Regions from separate parts of the Anser cygnoides genome. Here region 1 is linked to region 2. The links are chromatin contacts, called in public Hi-C maps. All regions are on one chromosome and are shown on one strand. Each heading gives the region's core, a stretch centred on a gene start, on an enhancer-like site or on the middle of the called end of the contact. The rest is flanking DNA. Distances are from core to core; before and after follow the strand shown. Region 1 holds the start of DHX40 (DEAH-box helicase 40). Region 2 holds the start of RAD51C (RAD51 paralog C).

The links. Hi-C and Micro-C count contacts between places; a contact is called where the count stands out from the background.
Region 1: a contact with region 2 is called in a Hi-C map of liver, with 1.8 times the contacts expected there. The contact joins the promoter of DHX40 here to the promoter of RAD51C in region 2. A contact is called at or near these places in 2 of 7 Hi-C or Micro-C datasets (granulosa cells and liver).

What each region holds. Positions count from the first base shown.
Region 1 is chr18:9,779,193-9,786,509 of Taihu_goose_T2T_genome, forward strand. It overlaps DHX40 (DEAH-box helicase 40), which reads left to right and starts at 4,157. Exons shown (of 17, transcript XM_066979416.1): 1 at 4,157-4,344; 2 at 4,715-4,860; 3 at 5,336-5,455; 4 at 6,942-7,172. The coding sequence starts at 4,206.
Region 2 is chr18:9,557,122-9,564,149 of Taihu_goose_T2T_genome, forward strand. RAD51C (RAD51 paralog C) reads left to right here and starts at 4,448. Exons shown (of 9, transcript XM_048074131.2): 1 at 4,448-4,607; 2 at 5,609-5,867; 3 at 6,066-6,232. The coding sequence starts at 4,490. It overlaps TEX14 (testis expressed 14, intercellular bridge forming factor), which reads right to left and starts at 4,389. Exons shown (of 32, transcript XM_066979550.1): 1 at 4,237-4,389; 2 at 3,856-4,106; 3 at 1-52. The coding sequence starts at 3,991. LOC125184038 (small nucleolar RNA U3) reads right to left here and starts at 749; the gene lies at 535-749. LOC136786627 (small nucleolar RNA U3) reads right to left here and starts at 1,915; the gene lies at 1,701-1,915. It also overlaps LOC136786626.

The DNA.
Region 1 (7,317 bases), core at 2,907-5,406, 220 kb after region 2:
CACAGGAAGGGGAGGAAGGCAGTGGGTGCATGCTGCTCATCACCACCTGATTTTGGGAGAGTATGGAGGAGATCTGGCTTTTCTTAATGACTCGCTGTGAGAGAAGCTCAGGCCAGGGGTTAACTCTTCCCCTACAGTCCCCTCCGTGAGCACCAAGGCTGTGAAAACAGTCAGCTGCCTTGCTCTACAGTCCTAATATAGAACAAAAGTGTAGTATTTTGTCCTAGATTGAACAGTTGGGGAAATAAAACTACTTTGGGTGATAGGAGGTGCTGCCACATACACAAGAGGAAAATTCCAAGACAGCTTAGGATATCTGCTTATTTTACTCTCATAGAAAAATATATATATAAATCATAGCTGTGGTGCACTCTAATGGGAACGCAGAGTAAATTAATGATTTATCACATCTGATAAGGAAGCCAGGAGAACAATAATTGTGTCTAGTACACAGAAATATATTAGAAGCCTCCCATGGGCTGTAACAAAGTGTAGGCGTGAGGCGTTCCTAAAATCACCATGAGCTTTCAGTGCCACAGGTACCACAGGACTAGAATCAGGGAAATGCTTTGGGTGGAGGCCCATGGCTTGTACGAGCACCATGGGATCATTCCTGATATACAACCCCTCACCTGCCTGCTGTGTGTGAGCGGGCAGACGGACAGACCATGCCCTGTGTGAGAATGAGGACAGCTGAGCCACGCCGAATCCTCCCGGCCTGCGACCTTTTTGTGGGCGCTGGCACCTGGCAGCAGCAGCAGCAATCACTTGTGTGCGGCCTCAGAAACAGCTGCGGGTCTGACACTGTGGTTAAATTTAAAAAGGGTGATGCAGGAGTACGTGTGAGGGTGGTAAATTAACGAAATTAACTGCTGGCCTGTCATAGACCGACTTGAAAGAAAACAGGGTTTTAAGAGAAACAGCTGGGGCTCGTAGTGGGCAAGCCAGGTCTCTTCTACCGAGCACAGCAAGGTTCATGCAGAAACGTTCGCAGAGCTCGGGTGCTGAGATCTGATCCTGCACCTGTGGCTCGCTGCCGGCCAGATCCTGGCTGTGGCCATGAGCAGGCAAACCTCAGGTGCCCTCAGGCAGGCACAGGCCTCGGTGCATACAGCACAGTGCTGCCTCCCCGTTCTCCTTTCCTGCAGTATTTTTTAGCAGAAACCTGTGAAGGCGTCTCTGAGTAACCTGGCTGTTCTGGCAGACTGTGGGCTCTTGTTTTCTGTGGAACTAAGCACAAGGCAAATCTATTCAGTATGCGGGAGAAAGGCTAAGGCGTCTGATCTTGTCTTCAGAAAGAAGCAATCTGTAACAAGCGGAGGAAAATTTGAAATAAAACTTGACAATTCATAAATGTTTTGTGGGAAGGCATTCTAAGATAGCAGATGGCAGTGTAAAGGGGCTTTGCTTTTTGCTGTGTCTAACACCTTCTTTCTCTGTTTTAAGAATAACGCTTTTCCAATAACAGCTCAGAGCCAGTGCCACAGAAATCCTGGCTGACAGAAGAACTGCTGGTCGGCTGACAGGAGCACGGCTTGTGGGAACTTCGGGCTATGCTCTTTGTCAGTAGTGAAATTAAAGCTTCGGGATCTTTCTTCTAAAACGTGGCCCTACTTTCCACAGGCACAAAGCAATTATCTGTCATCACTTGCTCAATGTAATTAATAGATGTGGTTTCCTTCACAAGCATCAAGGGATGCCATGTTCATCATGGAACGGACTGCTCTGTCCAGAGCAAGGACAAGAAAATTCCTCAGGAACCTGGGCCTCTCCTCTGGGAAGAGCAATAAATCTGTTGTGTACCATGAGGGATTGGAATATTCATCATATCCCATTATCTCTCTGCTTGTCGGAAGAGAAAAGATATCCTCTGCTCAGAAACGAAAAAAGACATCCTCGGGTAATTCAGTACAGGAAGCTGGCAGAGCTGCAGCCCTCTATCACCTTTACATGTAATTTGCAATTATGTGTAAAGCTAAACCTTAGGAAAAGAGCAATTTCAGTCTTCCTGGCTAGCCTGAAAGTCACCATGCTACCCTGTGTAGCACAGTTACTGACAGAGCAGCTGTGTGGGTAGAGATGCAGTTTTACAGAGTTATTAGAGCAGGGAATTGTGCTGGGATTACTGGGTTCTTCTACCAGCTCTGCCTTTGATTTGTGGTGTGCGCAGACCCCTTAATGTGTTTCTGTTTTCCCCATCTGTGAAACCGAGATAACATCACAAGGGAATTGTAGAGTGTGATTCATTAATGTTTATTAGACAGAGGGAAATCCTTAAATGAATGGCACTGTATTCCAGGAGGACAAAGTTCAGGACTGCAAAGAGGCTGATTAAGCCCAAATCTGTTATTCCCAGGCTAGGAGGACAAAAAAGAAAATTGAAAAACCTTACCTACCCCTGTGCATGCCAAAAGCAGTATGTGATTTAAATAGAACCAAGTAGAATGTGCATGTCTGCATGCATTCATACATACATATGTACCTATGAAAACCATATAATAATGTAATAAAAATTATCAGTAAAAGACTACCAAAAAGCCTGTTTGAAGTTTCCAGTAGGAAATAGTAAAGCAGTATATATGATCACCATTAACCGAGCAAGTTACTAGCGGCAACACAGCATTAGTACATCGTGAGGAAATAAATATGATACGCTTTCATAAAGGGATGCAACAGCATACAGCGCATTGACATGTTCCATTATGTATCTAAGTGAACAGAGATACAGAATGGTTATAGCAATCTTACTGCCGGGCTGATGTGCTTCTCATGCTTATAGAACAGCATCTAAGTTATTGTAGGTAATTGCTACAGGTCAGCCTCAGACAGAAATGGAAGATTTATGCCAGCAGAATGCCTAAACACCTTTAATGCTGTCCAAAGTATGAATCTTCATGTTAGTGCATGCTGATTGTTTGTCAGCAGCTGGCGGACAGTTTTTGTAGCTTTGGAGAAGGGATTTGTCTTTCTGTTATTTATTTATTTATTTTGGGGGGGGCAAAGATTGTTGCAAACACCTCAAAGTAATAAACCCAGGGACATAATACCAAGTATCTTTTGTAGCTGTAGTACTGTAATGAAACACTTCCTGCACTGACCTCTTCTCTCTCGCTGTATTAATAAGGCAGGGCAGAAAACATCTTATCTGCCATGACTACCATGCCGGTTTCTAGACAGACTAAACAAATATTTATAGGGTTTAGAAATATCTGAATCTGGCAACATGGGGACTGAGGTAATATTTTCCCAGGTCCAGAGTGCTTCGCAAGCATTTCCTGGTCAGCCCTCACGCTGAGGCCTGAGCCAGCAGGTGAATATTTCTCCCATTGTGTCAGAGGCACAAACGGAGGCAGCTGGCAGTAAATGGAGTCAGTAGGTGGCCTAATTCGGGCTGACACGATGACAAACGTATGGTGCGGCTCTCACCCCAGCGGACGGTGAAACATTAACATCTGTGCCACTCTCACCCCGGTGGAGGGTGAAACATTAACATCCTCAGGGCCCCTAAGGGAAAGGACGTCATGGTGTAGACAAAGCACGGTGCAGAAACTGCGCGTTGGCAGGAATCCGTCGCAGCAGCCATGCTCAGTCTGGGGCTTGGGATTGCAGCCTGGCCTCATGCGTTAAGCGTTCATCGCTTGCCACCTTCAGGCCATGTCTGAATTCAGTCGTTACGGGGAATGCCAGGCCTGGTGTGGCCGAATGGTGCTTTTGCGAGACATTTGGGGTTTTTGAGCCATTTTCCATCACATGTCCTCCTTACGCCGTGGGGATGGCAAGGGGGTATTTCAGGCACTGCGAGGGAACCGCTGCGGTCCCTCCGATTTCATACTATAATTCACCCCTGCCAGGCCCCCAGGAGCTCTGGGGTAAAAAACAACCATTTTGGTTACACGAGGGGGGGGGGGGAGGCCTGTGTGGGGCTGAGGGCGGCTGCCTGAGGGGAAAAGGTGGGGCGTGGGGGGGGGGCGGGGCCTGTACAGGAGGGGCGGGGCCTACACGGCAGAGAGGCGGGGCCTGCACGGGAGGGGGCGGGGCTCGCAGTGGGCGTGGTTTAGGGGTAGGCGGGGCGGCGACCCGCGCTGCGTCACCTTTGTGCGCGCGGCGGCGCCGCTTCCGCGCGGGGGTGACGTCAGCCGTGGGGGGGGGGCGGGGCTTGCGTGAGGGGAGGTGGGGAGGGGGCGGGAGGGGGTCCCCCCGCCGCCATGGAGGGCGGCCGCCTGCCCATCCGCCGCTACCGGCGGGCGCTGGTGGAGGCGGTGAGCCGGCAGCCCTTCCTCATCGTCACCGGCGAGACGGGCAGCGGCAAGAGCACGCAGCTGCCCCGGTACCTCTTCGAGGCAGGTAACGGCCGGGGGAGACCCCCCCCCCCCCCCCCGAGCCCCTCCGGAGCGTGTGGTGCGGCGGGGTCGGGGTCGTCGCCCCCTCAGCGCCCCTTCAGCCCCCCTTTCAGCTCCCCCCTTCAGCCCCTCAGCCCCCCCTCAATTCAGCCCCCTCAGCCCCCCCCTTCAGCCCCTCAGCCCCCCCATCAGTCCCCTCAGCTCCCCCTGTCAGTCCCCTCAGCCCCCCCTTCAGTCCCCTCAGCCCCCCCCCCATTTCAGTCCCCTCAGTCCCCTCGCCCCCCCTCAGCCCCACCCCCCCCTTCAGTTTCTCCCCCCTCAGCCCCCCCTCCCCCCTCAGTCCCCCCTCAGCCCCTCGTTTCTCTCCCCTGCAGGCCTGGCCGAGCACGGGGCCATCGGTGTCACCCAGCCCCGGCGCGTCGCCACCGTGTCTGTGGCGCAGCGGGTGGCCGAGGAGCTGGGCTGCGCGCTGGGCACCGTCGTGGGCTACCAGGTGCGCTTCGACGACTGCTCCTCACAGGTAGGGCTGCGGGCAGGGAGTGGGGAGTGCTCGGGGGCTGCGGGGCGGAAAGCCTCAGAAGAGGTTTTGGTCTCACATGAGCCAGAGAAGCTGTCCCAGTGGGGTGGAGCTGCGGTTGGGTTGTCACAGAATTCAATTCTTATCGTAGAATTATAGAACGGCTTGGGTTGGATGAGATCTCAAGGATCACCCAGTTCCAACCCCCTGCCACAGGCAAGGACGCTACCCACGAGATCGGGTTGCCCAAGGCCCCATCCAGCCTGGCCTTAAACACCTCCAGGGTTGGGGTATCCACAGCCTCTCTGGGCAACCTGTTCCCATGCCCCACCACCAGGAGCGTTGCCAAACACTTGTGATGCTGTGCGTAAAGTTGTGTGATACAACCCCTGTGTGTGTGTCTGTGCTTTGTGAGTATCTGACCTATATCGATGTAAATAACCGGGACAGAAGCTGAAGGTCTAATTGAACCTTTCAGGATACTGCCATCAAGTACATGACGGATGGCTGCTTGTTGAGGCATATATTGGCCGACCCCCTTCTCAGCAAGTACAGCGTCATCATTCTGGATGAAGCTCACGAGCGGAGTCTTAGCACTGTGAGTGTCACCGTCTTGAACGCAAGTGTCGCTTGGTGTTGGTAAACGGGAAGTTGGAACTTGTTGGTAAAAATAATATAAATGTGGTACTCTTTCCTTCAAGTCTATTTTCACTTGAAGATTCTGTAAGAGGTTTGCGTATTGAAATTACATCTGTGCTTAATGACAGAAGAGTTTTACCAAAGCAAAGAACAGGCTAAGTGACTACCTAAAATCTTTCACAGTGAGTCAGTTCCTGCAGTAAGACAAGATCTCAGGAGTCCTGACACTGTGTCTGGACGGACCTCTAGAAATGTTGTCTCTCTTATTGCTCAGAAAGGTAATCAGCATGATTCTCAAGGTTTTTGGCTGACTTTCTACAGATGTGTTTTATCCTTTTGCTGTCCTAAGGCCGTAGGATCACTGCTTGATCTATTGCATGCTGTGTATCCCAAAAATAAGATGCTGCCTGTAATCAAGTTGAAATTGTTGTAGCTGTTGTTGTGTTTGACAGCACTTAAATGTTGGCTGGCACTGGATGGTGGTGTCCCCCCTGTTCGTCCCCTCCAAAAAAAATGCAACGACCAAACAAAAAAACCCACCCACAAACATAAACCAGCCTGAAACATCTCTCTTGCCGTAAGGCCTAACGTTTCGTAGGGTGTGTATATGACTGTGCAAAGAGATTATGGTTTGGGGGTCATGGAGGTATCCAGACTGACCTAAGTACTGAAAGCTGTCAAATGTCAGCCTGACCCTTCTGTGGTGAGCAGAGGGAGACTCGAGTGACTCAGTCCTCAGGAGACTGTTTTGTGTCACTGACATTGGGTGGGGGAGAGAGTGCATGGGGAAGCTGAAGAACTGGCAATAGCAGGGAGTCTGTGTCCAGACAGTCCTAAGTAGTGAGCCATGGGAACAGGGAAAACAACCTGCTAGTCAGCCTGGGGAAAAGACACACTGCTTTCTGCATCCCACTTCTGTCCTCAAGCGTCTGAGGGTATTGCAAGTAACTGAGCTAGAGTGACGTAAGAAGTTACTGCTCCATCACCCATAACTAACTAAAAGGAGCAGTTTTTTAATCCACTGCAATGCAGAGTAAAATAAATTTTCTGAAGTGATAACAATAACCAGTATGACAAAGGAGAGTGTCCACTCAGTCAGGTAACGTATACTGGATGAAGATAACTTTTTTTAATTGATCTGAGGTAATTGACCTTTCTTGCAGTTGACTTGGCCATGAGTGTATAAAAATGAAAAGCAAAGAATTCCGTTTATAAGCTGTGAGAAAAGCTGATGAAACATTAATTAAATTCTAGAAATTAATTTATGTTCTTATGAGATGAGCAAGCTAAGTGTATGTGTTCTTCTGAGTGCATAGGCTCTGAAGATGTAATTTTTTGTCTTCTCTATATCCATGACATAAACTCAGTCCCTTCTTAGTTCATCAGCACTTCTAGGAAGACTGGGGAACTAACATAAATTGTTGTGTTTTTTTTTTTTCTGCTAGGATATTTTATTTGGTTTGCTGAAGAAACTATTTCTACAGAAGAAACCATCGGGCAGGAAGACAGACATGAAAGTGGTGGTGATGTCCGCCACCCTGGAGGTAGACAAGCTCTCAGAGTTCTTTGGACACTGCTCAGTGCTGCACATTCCAGGAAGAAGTTACCCGGTAAAGGAGATATTCTGCAACCTGCTCAGCCCACGGGACACGGGAAGCTCTGCATATGTTACAGAGGTCTGACCTGTTTTACTTTGTGTTACATTCTCTGTTCTTAGTATGACTGTTGTCTGTTAAAGACCACAAGACTCAGCTGCTGGATTGCTGTGTTCTTAGCATCTCAGCATGGTGTGGGAAATAATTAGTACCATGAGGTCTTTGA
Region 2 (7,028 bases), core at 3,198-5,697:
GCAGTGAAGAGAGACGTCTGGCCCATGGAATTCACAGCATCAACAAAGGTGCCTACAAGAACACAAAAGATGACTATAGGTGGGTGTTTTAATTATTCTCCCCATAAGAAAAAAAGCTGTGGGTTATTTAATACTGCAATGGACGGCTGTATTCCCTCCGAGATAGAGGGAAAGTGTAACGTGGTATAAACTGAATGATAACGAAGAATTATTGAGTATTCTTCATAACTCTCTATATGCCATGCCCCTGCTACTGTGCAGTGTTTTCATATAAACAAGGTGTAAAAGAGTGAAGTATTAATTCGGAGGAGTGTGGATAACACCAGAGCACTTAACTAGAAGCTGAATTCCCCTCACAGGGTCGCTAAGAGGAACATTGTGGCTCCTTCACGGGTTTGACCCAACGAAAACCATTTATGATCTGAGCGCCGAACAGCAGCCTCGCTTTTAGGAAAGCGGATCTGTAACACGCTGAGGTGTCACATCCCCCCTTCCCAACCAAGATCTGTTTTTTACAAGTGAAAAATGACACAAACCACTCAGCCTGTGCCCTCTCCCTCCCAAGCCCCGTAAAGGGGCCGGGAACGGTCATCGATGGCGGGAGGCCCCTGCGCAGCAGCAGCGCCGCCCGCCCGCCTCGCGCTCAGGAGAGAGCACGCCGCTCCTCCTCGTGGCTTGTGACGCCGGACACTTTCGATCACACTCCTCTAGTTACCAACTACAGAAATGATCCCTGAAAGTATAGTCCTGGCCTCGCAACCCAGCCCCGACGGGTCCCACGGCCGCGGACCGGCCCCCAGCTCACGGCGACCCCCCGCTCCCCGCCCGGCCCCGCCGTTTCCCCCCCTCCCCGCGCCCAGCCGCGCCCCCGCCGCCGTGCGCGCCCCCGCTGCGCCCCCGCGCCCCCCCGGGAGCGCCCCGCGAGTGGGTTCGGCGGGACACGCCCCCTCATTTGCATGTAGCGCGCTGCCCGGCCAATCAGGCGCGCTGCTTTCAGGGCCCCGCCCCCCGTGCTGCAGCCCCGGGGCGCGGAGCGGGGCCGGGACCGCCGGACCCCGGGCAGGGCCGAGCCGCCGGCAGGGAAGGGCAGCGGGAGCCGTGCGCTGTGCGGCGTCACCCGGAGGTGACACCCGGGCGCCAGCGCAACACGGAGCGGCTTCTCCTGGCCCCAGGCTTCCTCCGGATGCTGCCTCCCGCCGTGTCCCGGCGCAGCACCCCCCAGCCCTGCTCGAGCGGGCACGGTGCTGCGGAGCCCGAGGCACGCGGCCTCCCGTTGCCTCCCGCAGCCCGGCACGCTGCTTCTCCCCAGCCCCCTGCCGAGCTGGCCCAGCCCCCCAGGACCGCTCCCAGCGCCCGCCGCGCCGCCTTCCCTCACGCAACAGACGGCTCCAGACCACCACCACCCGGCCCCCGCACCGGGGTGCCAACAGACTTCCGAAGCGGTTCTTTCCACCCCCGGCCCCTCGGGACGCCGACACCCAACGCAGCGCGGCCGCCCCTTCTTCCCAGGCTGGGGCCGGCCCCTGCTGTCCCCGCTACCGATGGGCACCGAGGGGCTGGGGGGCACCAGGCGCTGCCCTGGCAGGAGGCAGCTCAGGGCCGGTGCGTTCTAGCGGGACGCGAGCAGACAGCAGCTGAAATCCTCCTTTAAGATCGCTAATGATAGCTCTGTTTTTGTCACCGTTAAAAGAAGGACACAAACCACTCAGCCTGTGCTCTCTCCCTCCCACACCCCGTAAAGGGGCCGGGAACGGTCATCGATGGCGGGAGGCCCCTGCGCAGCAGCAGCGCCGCCCGCCCGCCTCGCGCTCAGGAAAGAGCACGCCGCTCCTCCTCGTGGCTTGTGACGCCGGACACTTTCGATCACACTCCTCTAGTTACCAACTACAGAAATGATCCCTGAAAGTATAGTCCTGGCCTCACTCCGCCGCCTCGCCGGGTCCCACGGCCGCGGACCGGCCCCCAGCTCACGGCGACCCCCCGCTCCCCGCCCGCCCCGCCGTTTCCCCCCCACCCCGCGCCCAGCCGCGCCCCCGCCGCCGTGCGCGCCCCCGCTGCGGCCCCGCGCCCCCCGGGAGCGCCCCGCGAGTGGGTTCAGCGGGACACGCCCCCTCATTTGCATGTAGCGCGCTGCCCGGCCAATCAGGCGCGCCGCTCTCAGGGAGGGAGGAGCTCTGACAGCGCCCCCGCCTCTCCACGCAGCGGGTCCGGGCGCGGCACCCGAAGGCAGCGCAGAAGCCGCCCGGGCACCGGGCGCCGCGGTGTTACCGGAACAGCGGCCGCGCGGGGCAGCTCCGTGACCGCGCTGAGCGAGCAGCTCCTGCCCGGCCCCTCCGGCGGCAGCGAGCGACACCGCGGCCACGCGGCGCGGCCTCCCGGGGGCGGCGTGCAGCGACCGGGCGGAGCAAGCCGGCTCTGCCGGCCCCAGGTCGTCTGTGGCCGCACCGGGACAGGGCTGAGGCGGCCTCGCTGCATCCCTGGAGCCCCGCAGCCTGCCCCAGCCCGGGCAACGCTGGGGCAGAGAGCCCTGAACGCCCCGTGCGCAGACATGGGGCTTCCCGGGCACGGAGCTCCTGGCAGCACCGCACCCTCTGTTACGAAATTAGAATTCATTCTGTTTTTGTCACCGTTAAAAGAAGGACACAAACCACTCAGCCTGTGCTCTCTCCCTCCCACACCCCGTAAAGGGGCCGGGAACGGTCATCGATGGCGGGAGGCCCCTGCGCAGCAGCAGCGCCGCCCGCCCGCCTCGCGCTCAGGAGAGAGCACGCCGCTCCTCCTCGTGGCTTGTGACGCCGGACACTTTCGATCACACTCCTCTAGTTACCAACTACAGAAATGATCCCTGAAAGTATAGTCCTGGCCTCGCTGCGCCGCCCCGCCGGGTCCCACGGCCGCGGACCGGCCCCCAGCTCACGGCGACCCCCCGCTCCCCGCCCGGCCCCGCCGTTTCCCCCCCTCCCCGCGCCCAGCCGCGCCCCCGCCGCCGTGCGCGCCCCCGCTGCGGCCCCGCGCCCCCCGGGAGCGCCCCGCGAGTGGGTTCGGCGGGACACGCCCCTCATTTGCATGCACAGCGCTGCCCGGCCAATCAGGCGCGCTGCTCTCAGGGCCCCGCCCCGCGGCTCGGCTCAGCTCCGACCGGCGGCGCCGCAGGAACGCCCCGCTGGGCTGCAGCGCAGCCGCACCCCCAGGAGCAGCACCTGCTGCTCACGTTCCCGAAAACGGTTTGAAAAAGGTTACATTTGAGCCCACAAGACTATCCATAGAGTCCCGTTTCTTGCGTCCAGAGACCACGCCTCGAGCTCCCTACTTTATACCTACTGCCTCCTTCTTGCTTCATGTCCCCGTGCTTTTGTGCTATCAGCGTTCTGCTCTTTGGATCTCCAAGTTGGAAACAGCTGTTCAGTAGGAACAGCAAAGGCAAAATAGAACCCCAGCAAGTACGTTTCATTTGCAATGTTCTTTGCTCCCTGTCATTAAAATTGTGGGTATTAAAAACGCCAATACCTAAGCAGTACTTTAAGCCCTTTGCAAGCAGAACTGAAGTTAAAAACCTTACATATGTATTTCTAAAGCAGACTTTCAGAATTTTAGTTTTACAGTACTTCAAACACTTCCTTATGGCTGAGGTAGTATAAACCTCGCAACTAAAAACTTAGTCTTTCCAAATGGCTTCTCTTCATGATTCTTTTGTTAGTGCCATTTACCAGAAAAGACCAAAAATACTACCTTTTGTAAACATCTCCCAGTGACAAAACTGAACTGACAGACTGATTCTACCTGTTTACCACAAACGCAAGCATACAGGAGCAAGTAAACCTTTTCTGCAAGGACTTTTCTAAACTACGGCTTTACCTTTTTTCAGAAGCTTCTTCACCTTGACGCAGTTCCCCTGTCTGACACACTCGTGCATCTGAGCTTCGGGGGAGTCCCCTCTTGTAGTCCCAAGCTGGACAGGGCAGGGAATTGGAAGCGGGAGCGCGTGCGCCATCCTCTTCCCTCAAGACAACTAGGAAAGGCTGCAAATCGCCGCAGCAGGACTTAATTCACACTTCTGGAACGCCAGCAGGTGACCCTCAGTAGTGGCTGCTCCTTCCTTGGGGACCCTGAGAAGAGAACGAAGGCACGGAGCCCGACGGCTCGCTGAGGAGAGCCAGCCCCAGGGCCGGACACCCCGATGAGGGGAGAGGGGCCCAGAAAGCTGACAGTGGGGAAATGCCAGCACGCCCCTAACACCTGTGAGAAACAGAGGACGCTCCGACGGGCCGAAGGGAGAACGGAGCCCGCACCACCCCGCCTCAGGGCCCCCCGTCCCCTCGGCGCCAACCGCCCTCGACCGCCTCCCAACGGCCGCGGTCACGTGCCGGCTCTCCTCGCGCCTCGGCGGACGGCGCATGCGCAGTCCCCTCCCTCCTCCTCCTCCGCGTTTCCGGGCGCCCCTGCGGGCGGGGCCTAGCGCGGCCCGGTGGCGGCGGGGGGGGGGGGCGGCATGCAGCGGGCGGTGGGCGGCCTGCCGCTGGGTCCCGCGCTGCGGGCCAGGCTGGCGGCTGCCGGCTTCCAGACGGCGCAGGAGCTGCTGGACACCGGGCCCTGCGGGCTGAGCAGAGGTAGCGGCACGGGGACGGGGACCGGGACCGGCCTGGCCCCGGGGAGCCTCCGGGGGGGGGTACGGGGCTGGGCCCGGGTGTTGGGGGGTGAGGTGGGGGCTGCTGGGGGCCGCCGGGGCTCGGTTCTGCCTGAGGAGTCGCGCTGAGGGGCCAGGGAACGGGGAAGTGTTTGGGGACTTCCACACTTCTAAGGGAGAAAACGGGCAAAAGTTCCCTCTCATTTCAAAAAATAAAATAAAATTACAAAAAAGTTGAGTGATAAATACAAACGGGACCCTAAAAATTCAGAATATTCCCTCTCAATAACTTCCCCCGTTGCACCTTTTAAACACAGGAAACTAACATAAACAGTTAGGAAGCTGTTTTGTTTTAAACAGAAGAAAATAACACGTACAGCTAGGAAGCTGTGTTGTTTGTTTTTTTTACAAATCATATTTCAATATGATTTGCACAGCCCTTGTAAGAAGTGCATCAGGATTTTTATTATTAGAAATTTTCCTATCTATGATGATCCGTTGTAGTAGTTTTACCTGGAAGATCAAAGTGAAGTAACCAGATCCTGGCCTACCCATATATAAAGATGTACACGCGCACACTTGTGCTGCCTCACTTCTGTTCCTAGGTCTGTTTCACATCTAAAAATAAGGTGTGGAGGTGCTCAGCCCCAGAATACCCCGAGTACTCACGGTACCAGCAGTAGGTGTCACTACCACTTAGTAGTCTGCAGCCTGACTTCGTTTTTCAGGGCCTTCTTTGCTTCAGATGAGGTTAACTTAGCAGTGCATTCAGTGCAGAATAGGTGCGTTGCTCTCCCAGATCCTGACCGTGTCTGTGAACAATGCTCTGGGCTTTTTATTTGCACAGTGCTTATTGCCACCGCTGCATCATTGCTCCGAGTTGCTTTGAAAATCAGTTCCTTTGAAAATCAGGTCATTGGTTCCAGAGATGTTGGCAAGCTCTGTGCACTATTACATTAAAAGAATTAATAACTTCTCTTCTAGAAATTGGAATCTCCAAAGAAGAGGCACTGGAGGCGTTACAGGTTGTAAGGCAGGAATGTTCTGGCGATGCAGCAAGGACTGCTGGGGGAGCTGGCACCACCAGAAAGTGCACAGCGCTGGAACTTCTGGAAGAAGAGCAGGCGCAGGGCTTCATCATCACCTTTTGTTCGGCCCTAGACAATATTCTGGGAGGTGGCGTGCAGCTGACAAAGATCACTGAGGTCTGTGGAGCGCCTGGTGTTGGGAAAACACAGCTATGGTATTTTATTTTTAGATTACTTCTGTGCAACTGAGAATCACTTTTCTTTGTTGAATTTAACTATGATGAGAGTTGTGATCATTACGCAGCTTGATGATGGCTAGGCACCTTCCCGTTCCACGTATTCCTCAGCAGAAATGTAGTGAGGAGGGAAGATGCTCGTAACGAACGTGTTTATGTTTTTGTTTCCCGTGACAGTATGCAGCTGGCGGTAGACGTACAGATTCCAGAATGCTTCGGGGGTGTCTGTGGAGAAGCAGTGTTCATTGACACCGAAGGAAGCTTTATGGTAGACAGAGCAGCGGATATTGCAGCCGCCTGTGTGCAGCATTGCCGGCTAATTGCTGAAGCTCATCAAGAAGAAGGTAATGATTCTGTGACATGTTTCTTTCTGTCTAGTAGGCAGGGATCTGAGTGAAACTGGTGTTTCATAGGCTGATATTTTACAGTTTGAGAGTTTCAGCAGCAGTGCTGGCTCAAGCAGTTCTTGCTGCCAGCCTTTTACTTCCACCGCTATGTATGAGACTGTGAACTGCGTCACTGTGACTGGGGCCATGCTGCAGGCTGAGCTGATCTAGTTTAAGAATAACTTTTTTTCTGATTGATGATTCGTTGGCGTTTTTTGTTTGTTTTAGGGATCTTGATTTATCTTTTTTAAACACGGATCACTTTAGTGATTGAATTTACAGCAAAAGCAAACACAGCTCTGCCGGGAAAACTGAAGGATAAGGTGTTGCAGTGCAGGGACAGGAAGAGCAGCTGAGGAAAAAGAGAAAAGGCAGAATTTCTTAAGGCAGCATGGCTGAACGGTGCTTGAACAAGGATGGAAGGACACTTTTAGCCCAAGATAAATGGGCTACTTCCTGTACATTAAACAATGCATGATTAATGCTCACTGTTGTCCTCTAGTGGTGTTCTGGCTTGAAAATGATTTACAGGAAAAGTTCTTTTTCAGAAATTAATTTTTCATTTTTGGCACACTCCCTTGGAGGTTCCAGTGTACCCACGTGCAAGTGCTGAGATAGCATCTGCTCGCTACCTCTCTGACTTTCCAGCCAGATGGAAGACGTATTCCACACTCTTTACCTTGACTGTTTCTCTTAACAAAGTTTCTGGGGTGTCTGCTGCTGTTGTTGCTGTATGTGGAAGGCATAGTATGGT